Linked DNA regions of Xenopus tropicalis: region 2 is linked to region 1. Evidence: chromatin contacts called from public Hi-C data. All regions are on one chromosome and are shown on one strand. The core of a region is the stretch at or near the end of the contact, and the rest is flanking DNA. Distances in the headings are between cores, read along the strand shown.

Evidence for each region. A called contact is a pair of places that touch in the nucleus more often than the background predicts.
Region 2: a contact with region 1 is called in a Hi-C map of neurula embryo, with 3 times the contacts expected there. The contact joins two enhancer-like sites. A contact is called at or near these places in 3 of 5 Hi-C or Micro-C datasets (gastrula embryo, neurula embryo and tailbud embryo).

What each region holds. Positions count from the first base shown.
Region 1 is chr1:18,278,107-18,282,836 of UCB_Xtro_10.0, forward strand. No RefSeq gene overlaps it. Among named protein-coding and RNA genes, the nearest start is that of foxi4.2, 24 kb to the right of the region's middle. Within about 2 kb of position 2,890, at least 1 of the 11 cell types and tissues checked has an H3K27ac peak or open chromatin away from gene starts, as enhancers often do. A contact at or near this core is called in neurula embryo, where this site is marked.
Region 2 is chr1:18,380,890-18,386,095 of UCB_Xtro_10.0, forward strand. No RefSeq gene overlaps it. Among named protein-coding and RNA genes, the nearest start is that of thnsl2, 23 kb to the right of the region's middle. Within about 2 kb of position 2,757, at least 1 of the 11 cell types and tissues checked has an H3K27ac peak or open chromatin away from gene starts, as enhancers often do. A contact at or near this core is called in neurula embryo, where this site is marked.

The sequences.
Region 1 (4,730 bases), core at 1,640-4,139:
ATTCAGTTTGGTAAGATTCTTTAATTGGCCATTTAATATGATATAAACATCTGTCGGTTTAGTATTCATTCTAGGTCTAGTTTTCCGTTAAGGATACATCTTTAAATACATTTCAGTGCTTTTCTACAGGCCATGGGGCTCCAAGGTGACATCAAGTGTATTGTACACAAAAGATGCATGATTTCTTATAACACAATGTTTCTGTGACACAGGGGACGCCACAACGAAGCTTTTATAACTGATTATGAAGCAACATTAATGTTAGGGATACTCTTTATTCCTATCACTGTAATCTGTTCCTTCAAAAAGTAGGAATAAATACCATTTGTATATGCTGAAATCCAGCTGCAAAACTGTTCTTCCCTTTCTGCATCATTTGTATTCCTGGCAAGGGAGGAGGGACTAAAACACTGATGTTACAAAGTGTAACAACTTCTCCACAGCTTACAGACAGCATGCCGGAACTACATAACCCACAATGCATTGCACTGGGATGTTCCTTTCCTTATTGACATCATGTGTGCAGGGAATTGTGGGATTGGGAGGAGGCAGGCTGAAGGCAGGCTGAGGACAGGCGACTACTGTTCCATTTTATTTGAGTCACAAAGTAGTCAGCCAGATCAGCAGGGGAACAGGGGGCGGGGCTTAGGGAACTGTTCCAAACCATATTATTACATTAAAATCATGGAAAGGCTGTGTATTTTTTAATTGATATATATTGCATATAAGTTGCTTGAAATTATGTTTATTTTTTAAGAGACACTCATTAGGCAAGGTCACTGTTGGGACCATCAGATCATTTCGGCATGGAGCCCACCACTGTATTATAAAGGGGGCCAAAGGGTGAGAAAGAAGCGGGGGCACTACTGACGGGCCGAAGTGCTGAAGCTTATCCAATCAGTGCAAGGTCAGCCCGCTAGCAGTCACATGGGGACATTTCAAAGGAAAAGATGGGAATTAGTTCAGGGATCACTTTCTGCCTCTTCCTCGTGACTAGTTTTCTCCCCTAACAATCACAGCTCTGATGGGTTCGGGATAAACAATTTTTTGAAGTATTTCAGTGGCTGGTGAGACATTAAAGAAACATGGAAACACCAGAGGCTCCTCACATTACTGTAGCGCAGTATTATAACCTGCCCTTATTATGTATAGTGGGCAGGGTGCTGTGATGGGCGAATCTGTCCACTTTCCTTTGCTGGAAAATTTGCAGAAAAATTAACGAAATGGTGAAAAATGAAATGTTTTTTTACACATGTAATTTTTTTTACAGTTTATTTTGCCTTTTTTCTGCCTCTGACTAAGGGGCAAAGACACACAGGGCAATTAGTCAAAAAAGTCGCGGCGACTAATCTGCATAGCGAAAACTCACGAGCCGCAAAGGACTTACTTTAAAGCCGCAGCGACTAATCGCCCCGTGTGTTTTCGCCCCAAAACTATTGCTCGCCAAGGCTACAATTTTATTGTTATTGTTACTTTTTATTACTTATCTTGCTATTCAGCCCTTCTCTGCCTGGTTGGTAGGGTAAACAAGAACCTAGCAACCGGATAGCTACTGAGATACCAAACTGGAGAGCTGCCGAACAAAAATATGAATAGCTAAAAAAATGCCCACTCATTTGACTTGATCCACTGATACTGATGAGACAAAACTGGTGCCCTCTGTTTGTCATGTGGCACAAAAAATTAACTTTTTGTACGTTATACATGGGCCTAGTATTTATTTTGTATGGCTGTTGGATAATAATCCTGCCTAGTTCCAGCCTGCAACTAATAATCCTGCCTACTTATAAGCGGTCACTGATCCAGCCATCAATCACAAATTAGACTGACTTTGATGCTTCACTGTTATTCTTCTTCTTATATTTTTATTTCTTGTCTTTATATTTAGCCCCCCCCCCTCCGACCTCTGTTTTGACTAACAAAATGGTTGCCTAGTTGTCATGTTCAATGGTCCCATTTATACCAGCAGCCGGATGCCTTGCAATACTATAGAAGGGTAACCAGATCACCTGATGTTGCGTTCAGTGTCGGACTGGGACCCCTGGGGCCCACCAGAAAACCTTAGACCACAGGCCCCACTCTCCAAACTATTTTTCCCCTTTTCCTCACCCAACCTCTTTATTCTCCTAGTCTCTTTTATGTACATGCTAGCATCTATTCTTCCATCTATTTCTCCTCTTTCTTCCCATACAGAAATAGGGAATAACCATGAAACAGGCCAAATGGTCAGGAGCAGGAGGGCCCACTGACACCTGGGCCCACTGGGAGTTTTCCTGGTGGGTCAGTCCGACACTGGTTGCATTCCCAGTCTGCATTGCCACCCTACCAATCAGATGTGCCATAGCCTAAAAGAGGGGGCATTTTCTTACAGCCTGTTGGAATAATTTAGGACTGCTAAAACCTTGGCCTTAATCTCCATAAAACTGCATCTTTCATCTGATCTTCCATAGACCAGTCTGCTTAGGGTGACATAGGCCTAGAAACACTGAAGGATGTACTGTCCAAATAGACTTCCATTGATGGTTGATGACCAGAAAGAGAATATAATTGGGGTGACAGGATGGTATGGCCCGAGGCACTTCCTGGGAATCTGAGGGGGATCTCACAGTGTTCCGCCTAAACTGCCTGCAAGTCAAAAGTGGTTTATTTGTGATTTATTAATTTAAAAATCAGTGCACCTGTGCTCCATGCCTATCCTTGCTTTGTATTGCACATTCCACAGAAGTATCCTTTCCCTTCTGCTTATCCAACCACAAACAAATGACTTATCAATGATCTCTGTACTTGGCTTTTAGAGAGCCATTTATTTCCTGTGAAAGGCCTGACGCCTGTTTATTTACTCCTGCTGAGTCCCACAACTCCCGGCCCTCTCTCTCTCTATGGCTCAGACCCCAGGCAGCTAACAAAGGCACTGAGCCAAAGTAAACATTGCCATTGTCAGCCTATTTGTTATTATGTGTGGTAAACAGTAACGTGAAACCTGTATATAGCCCTCATTTGAGTGGCAGTTGTTGATATTTCAAGCCAAATATATATTTCTATTGATCTGGATTCTGTATCTGTAAGGCCTACGTTTGGGTTTGTTCTACAGAACTAACTGGGGGTTGTTCTCTATAGAAAAATAGCTATTAGGGTATCTGATCAACCTACTGTATAGAATAGAACATAGAACAGAACAGGTGATGAGAAGAAATCCACCAAGGCCAGACGAAGGAAAGGCTGAATTGATGACTTGCCTATTGGTGGCTTTACCTTCCTGTGACTATATATATTGTACTATGAGACATAAATGAATCTCCCAATAAATATCCTTTGGGATAATACGGTAATTAGCGAATCCCTAGAATGTAAGTAACTGTCAACAGTGCCTTCAGTTTGCCCAACATGTTCTGTTTCGGTTTCTTCAAAAACTATGAATAAATACCGTTTTTATATACTGAAATCCAACAGTTCTTCTGGCAGGGACTAAAACATTGATGTTTTGATGCAAATAAAAAAAAGTCCTTCACTAAATATGATAGCGATCAATATAAATCATTGCAAAAAATGAAAGCACTTTATTAAAAACAACTCCTCCACATACGCTTACGTAGCTTCATATCCTCTCTGTTACCCCAGAACCCTTTGGCTTACAGGGCAGATTAAGTGTTCAAAGGATGATGAAAAACTGTTACAATATTTGCCATGATTTTGGGCCCAACCATCTCTCAGAAATGGCCATTTTGTTTTTCCACTTCTACCATAAATAAAGATTAATTGTTTTAAAACCCCCCTTTTGGGCAGTAAAATGGCAATACTAAAGGGAATATGTTCCTGGTGACTATAAGCTAAAGTGACTCTACAGTTTATGTCTATAGGATACAATTTTTTTATTCAGGTATGAGATCCATTATTTGGAAACCTGTTATATAGAAAGCTTCCAATCATGGTAAAGGTGGCCATACATGTACCAATTTCAGCTGCCAATATCAGTCCTTTAGACCGATTCAGCAGTTATCTGCCCGTGTATGGGCACCAGCGATGGCCCCCCCCCCCCCCCCGACTGACATCTGGCAGGTTTGATTTTTCAGTGGGATCATGGGCCGCATTGGCTCATTGATGCAGTCCCTGATCCGACAGAGCCTATCCCCGCTGGTTTAATTCAATTGGGCCTAGGGCCAAACGATCAAATTAGCCTGATATTTCCCACCCGTAGGTGAGCATATTGGGAGAAGTTCCACTCGCTTGGCGTTCTCGCCGAATGAGCAGATCCTACAGTGTATGGCCGCCTTTAGACTGTCTCCCACAGACTCAATTTTAATCAACTAATTCATATTTTTTAAACTGATTTCCTTTTTCTCTGTAATAAAACAGTTTAGCTGATCACACTTAAGACATAATTAGTCCTTATTAGAGGCAAAACAATTTTATTTAACACTAAAATTATTTTTATAAGACTTAAGCAATGGAGATCCAAATTACAGAAAGATTCCTTATCCGGAAAACCCCAGGATTTTGGATAATGGGTCCCATACCTGTACCAGTGTTCACTGTGCAGGGAATTTATTCCTTTGTAAAAAAACAGCCTTTAAACCGAACCCCCAAGACTCCTGACATGCCAATATACAATACTGATATCCATACCTTACCCCTATTATTATTATTATTATTATTATTAACATTTATTTATAAAGCGCCAACATATCCCGCAGCGCTGTACAATAAGTGGGTTCCATACATTGGACATACAG
Region 2 (5,206 bases), core at 1,507-4,006, 100 kb after region 1:
CCAATAAATAGTGAGTGACTATGGCACTTTACAGCAGCCCCTCTGGCATTTGCCGGAACCCACAAATTGCCAGTCCGGGCCTGGATAAAGCTGTAAAGTGCAGCCATTATCTGCGGAAGAATGTTGGGCTCAGGATGTGAGAGGCCTTGGGGCAGTCTGTAGGAACCTCTCTCAGGGAAAACTGTAACACAAGTCTGTAGCCAAAGTGGCCCCCGGCAATGATGAGAGCGCTGGGCCACCATTCGTTTGTTTACGTTTCAGCACGGCTAGTAGCTTCACACAAAAGATCCGTGCAAGTGTTTTGTCATTATCCGTCACTGTTTTTCAAACTGAATACACTGTCACTTCCTGTAACATGGCCGCCGCAGCTAGTGGGGCATTGGCCTCTGTCTGTCAGCTGCTGGGAACCAACCTGGAGCAATCAGTCAGGCGCTGGGAATACAGAAATGAGTTTGGCCTCATCATCACAAACAGGGCTAGCCCCGGGCTAACTCTCACCTAGAGCAGTAAATAACCCTAATGTGAACGCCCTTCCAATTAAATGAAACATAACAAACTCCTATTATGTGCTATATAGTGGTGTCTGGCATATAAATCTTGCACAAAAATGAATTAGTTCCATGGTTACCAGAGCAGTTTCTAGGTTTTATACCAATATCGTTATAATGATAAACAATAAAACTGGCCACATGTCTACTGGGCAAATTAAAATATCCCATTGGCAATAATCCCATAGACCAAAGGTCCCCAACCTTTCTTACTTGTGAGCCACAGTCTAACATAAAAAGACTTGGAGAGCAACACAAGCACCATAAAAGTTAATGGAGGTGCAAGACAAGATGGTGAGAATAATGTGGCCCAGCCCGTACCCCCACAGGTGTTACTGACGTACAACTCTAGCCGAGTGGTGGCAGGGCCAAAAAAAGAACAGGGTAACTTTATAAATAATCTCATCTCATAAAATGTTTTGTTTCCACTTCAAACCAAAATGGAGGTGTTAAGGTGGCCATACACGTGGCGATCTGACGATGTTTCGTACGACCATCGGTGTGCCACACACCATTCAGGGCTGAATTGGCAGGTAAGGAGGTAGAAACAATAGGATTTCTACCTCCTTCTGCCGATTCAGATCTGAAGGGAGAATTTTGGTCAGGCGCCTTCTATGGCGCCCGATCAAAATTTTCCAACTGGTCCGATCGGCGAGTCGTCCGATATCAGCAGCTTCCTGCGATATCGGTCGACTCGCCGACATACCATACACGCACCGATTATCGTACGAAACGAGGTTTCGTACGATAATATCGGTGCGTGTATGGCCACCTTTAGGGTAAAGACACACAGAGCTACTAGTAGCAGCTACTTGGCAATTCTCAGCATTGTCTATGGCAGGGGAATTTAGTAGCCTTGAAAAAGTAGCTGCTACTAGTAGCTCAGTGTGTCTTCATCCTAAAAAGAACAGCCATGATCCCCTGCTTCATGCCGCCATCTTTCCCCAAGTGCCAGAGAATCACTAGCACAGCCTGAGGCCTGAAATACTTCCATTTACTTGTGCTCCGGCCAGAATGTCATTAGTGATAAGGAATAATGCAGCTAATTGGGGAAGATAAGCACTGGCCCTTTGTCTGCCCCCCCCTCCCCCCTCTCTATCTCTCCTCATTCATCCTATCTCTGCCACTAACATGGGAATGATTGCAAACAATTAAATACGCCGCCTCGCAGATATTCATTGCTCAGATATGGTCCCATGGGGCTGCCGTACTTACTACAGGCACAACAGCTGCAACTTTACTAAACATAGACTGGAATATGAATAGGAGAGGGACTGGATGGAAAGACAATGAATAAAAAGTAATAAAATATAAAAATAAAATTATAACCTCAATAAACAATAGTTTTTTGGCTACTGGGGTCAGCGACCCCCCCATTTGAAATCTAAAAAGAGGCAGAAGAGGAAGGCAAATAATTCAAAAACTATAAAAAAAAATAAGTAGACCAATTGCAAAGTGCTAGGAATGGACATTCTAATACAGTGATCCCCAACCAGTGGCTCAGGGGCAACATGTTGCTCCCCAACCCCTTGGGTGTTGCTCTCAGTGCCCCCAAACCAGGGAGTTATTTTTGAATTCCTGACTTGGGGGCAAGTTTTGGTTGAATAAAAACAAGATTTCCTACCAAATAAAGCCCCTGTAAGCTGATAGGGCGCATAGAGGCCCCTAATAGCCAATCACAGCCCTTATTTGGCTCCTCCATGAACTTTTATGGTGCTTGTGTTGCTCTCCAAGTAAGGGGAGAGCCAGTAGGGAGACCTGTAGGTGTCTCTGTGCATGCTGGGTTGTGCCCAGATGTTACTGGACTGAATATCACAATCATTAAACGTATCATAAATTGCCAATTAATGTATCATTAGTTTGGTTTTTTGACTTTTTTTCTCCCCAAAATGATTATTTGATAATTAAAGGCACAGTAGGGTACATCATGGGTAATGCTGCTGTTCTCCCCCAGGAAGATCACCTTACAATTAGGTGCCATAATCTGTTATTTGTTTGTTTTCTAGTGAGCTCTATGGAAAGGGCGGTGATCAATCACAAAACCTCTAGACTTTGTACAGCAGAGAAGATTCACTTTAGTAAATTCCTGTCACACAAGGAAATGTCGCCCCCCCCCCCCCAAACCTTGGCTGCGGGGCCCTGGGCCAGGCTCAGATCACTCTTCCAGTTCTGCACGGTGATAAATCAGAGGTGCCGAGGAACTTTCCTTGACATGATCTTGTTGGGGGAGACATGTGAGCAGTCAGTCATAGAGAACAAGTGGCAAATTGCAAGACGGATGGGGCCATCAATCACAGGGAGCTCCAAAGCAAGGTGGCAAGCAGGACAGCTATTTGGGAAGGTCTGGTTTCAAGGTGCTAACGGACACATAGATGCCATCAGCTGACCAGTTGGGCCTGGTACTGGTACAGGAAGGGGTCTGTTTGTGCGAATCCTCGGTTATTTCGCTTTTTTTGGTCTGCAGCTCTTTTCAGCATTTCAGCAGAATCTGGTTGCTAGGACCTTGCATGCCTTAGCAACCAGGCAGTGGTTTTATTGAGAGACTGGAACGCGAATAGGCGAGGGACTGAATAGAAAGATAATAAATAAAAAGTAACAAGAATAAAACAATGGTAAGCTCGCAGAGCAGTCGTTTTTGGGCTGCCGGGGGTCAGTGACCCCCATTTGAAAGCTGTGAAGATGTAAAAGAGAAAGGTATATAATTGCAGACCAGTTGCTTGGAATAGGACATTCTATAATATACTTCTATCAGCCTATCAACATGAGCGTACCCAGAATGCCAGCTAGCCCACCTCCCAGCATGGCACTTGTGCCCCAGTGGATAAACACAGTATCCAGTAGTGAGTTCCTCACCCAGCAGCCCCCATCATGCAGGGGTTGCCCACAGGGGCCTATTTTAAGGGGGTCAGAGAGGGCATTTGCTCTGGGCACCTATATGTGAATGCATTTATATACTAAATACAACATGTTTTGTTGTATGCAACTGCTAAGTTTAAAATGACCAGCCTGCAGCGGTTGTTGGACTGCAACTCCCAAATTCTTCCAACTGAAGCGGAAGTCTCTTGGTCGGATTGCAGCTGTATTGTCACTTCTGTATTGAGGTACAGAACAAAATGACCAGGAATACTACTACCTGGTATCTTTATGATATTATTTCAGTTTCATGTAAAAGTCAGTGGTGTAACTATAGGAGAATCAGACCCTGTGGCTGCAACAGTGGGGGAGAACCAATGGGAAGGGGCCACAGAAAGATCTTGTTATTCCCCCTCCTGACTGGTCCCCCAACACCTTGCACTTGGCCCACAATCCTCCTGCAGGTAGTGGGGCCCAGAAATATACTTTGCTGGGGGTACTGGATGCAATATTATGCTATTCAGAATCCTTCTGCACCCAAATAGTATAATGTTCACCCTTCTGATGTCTGATCCAAGTGAGAACTGCAGATTTGCACATATATATATATTAAATGCCCGGAATGGCACTGCTGGGGATGTGTATCTGTAATTAAGTTTGGGGCTCCTACCTTGGAGCACTAGGGGGAGCCAATGGGAAAGCTTAATGGAAGCTGCACAATGAACTGGTAACAGTGATACTTTAGGTTTGTGTGACCTCTGCTGGACAACTGTGAAATTACACCGTCTTATTAAAAAGTGTTGAGTTGGGAGGTGTTGCTAATCTAGCTATAAAGCCAAAGCAATAGGATTAAACACACACAAGTAATATGGCAGTATATGTGCAATTGTTATGTGTAAAAAGTGCAACACCAACTTAAACTCAGCTTGTAGTTTCAGCCTTGCCTAAGACTCCATTATTGTCATACATTCAGCCACAGCCTCCAGCCATTCCTAATAAAGGAAAATGCTTTTCACTTGTGGGGTGTCCATTTGTTATCTACCCCCCCGCCCAATGAACAAAGCTGCAAATTTTGGTACTCTTGTGTCTCTGAAAAGAATGGCTAGCCCTTGTATCTATCCTTGTGTTGTGAGCACTGCAATTGGTGTGATCCATGGGATACAATTGGTGTGATCAATGGGATACAATTGGCGTGATCCATGGGATACAATTGGTGCGATCAATGGGATACAATTGGTGTGATCCATGGGATACAATTGGTGTGATCAATGGGATACAATTGGTGTGATCAATGGGATACAATTGGTGTGAGCCATGGGATACAATTGGTGTGAGCCATGGGATACAATTGGTGTGATCAATGGGATACAATTGGCGTGATCCATGGGATACAATTGGTGTGAGCCATGGGATACAATTGGTGTGATCAATGGGATACAATTGGCGTGATCCATGGGATACAATTGGTGCGATCAATGGGATACAATTGGTGTGAGCCATAAGATACAATTGGTATGATCCATGGGATACAATTGGTATGATCCATGGGATACAATTGGCGTGATCCATGGGATACAATTGGTGCGATCCATGGGATACAATTGGTGTGAGCCATAAGATACAATTGGTATGATCCATGGGATACAATTGGTGTGAGCCATAAGATACAATTGGTATGATCCATGGGATACAATTCGTGTGATCCATGGGATACAATTGGTATGATCCATGGGATACAATTGGTATGATCCATGGGATACAATTGGTGTGAGCCATAAGATACAATTGGTATGATCCATGGGATA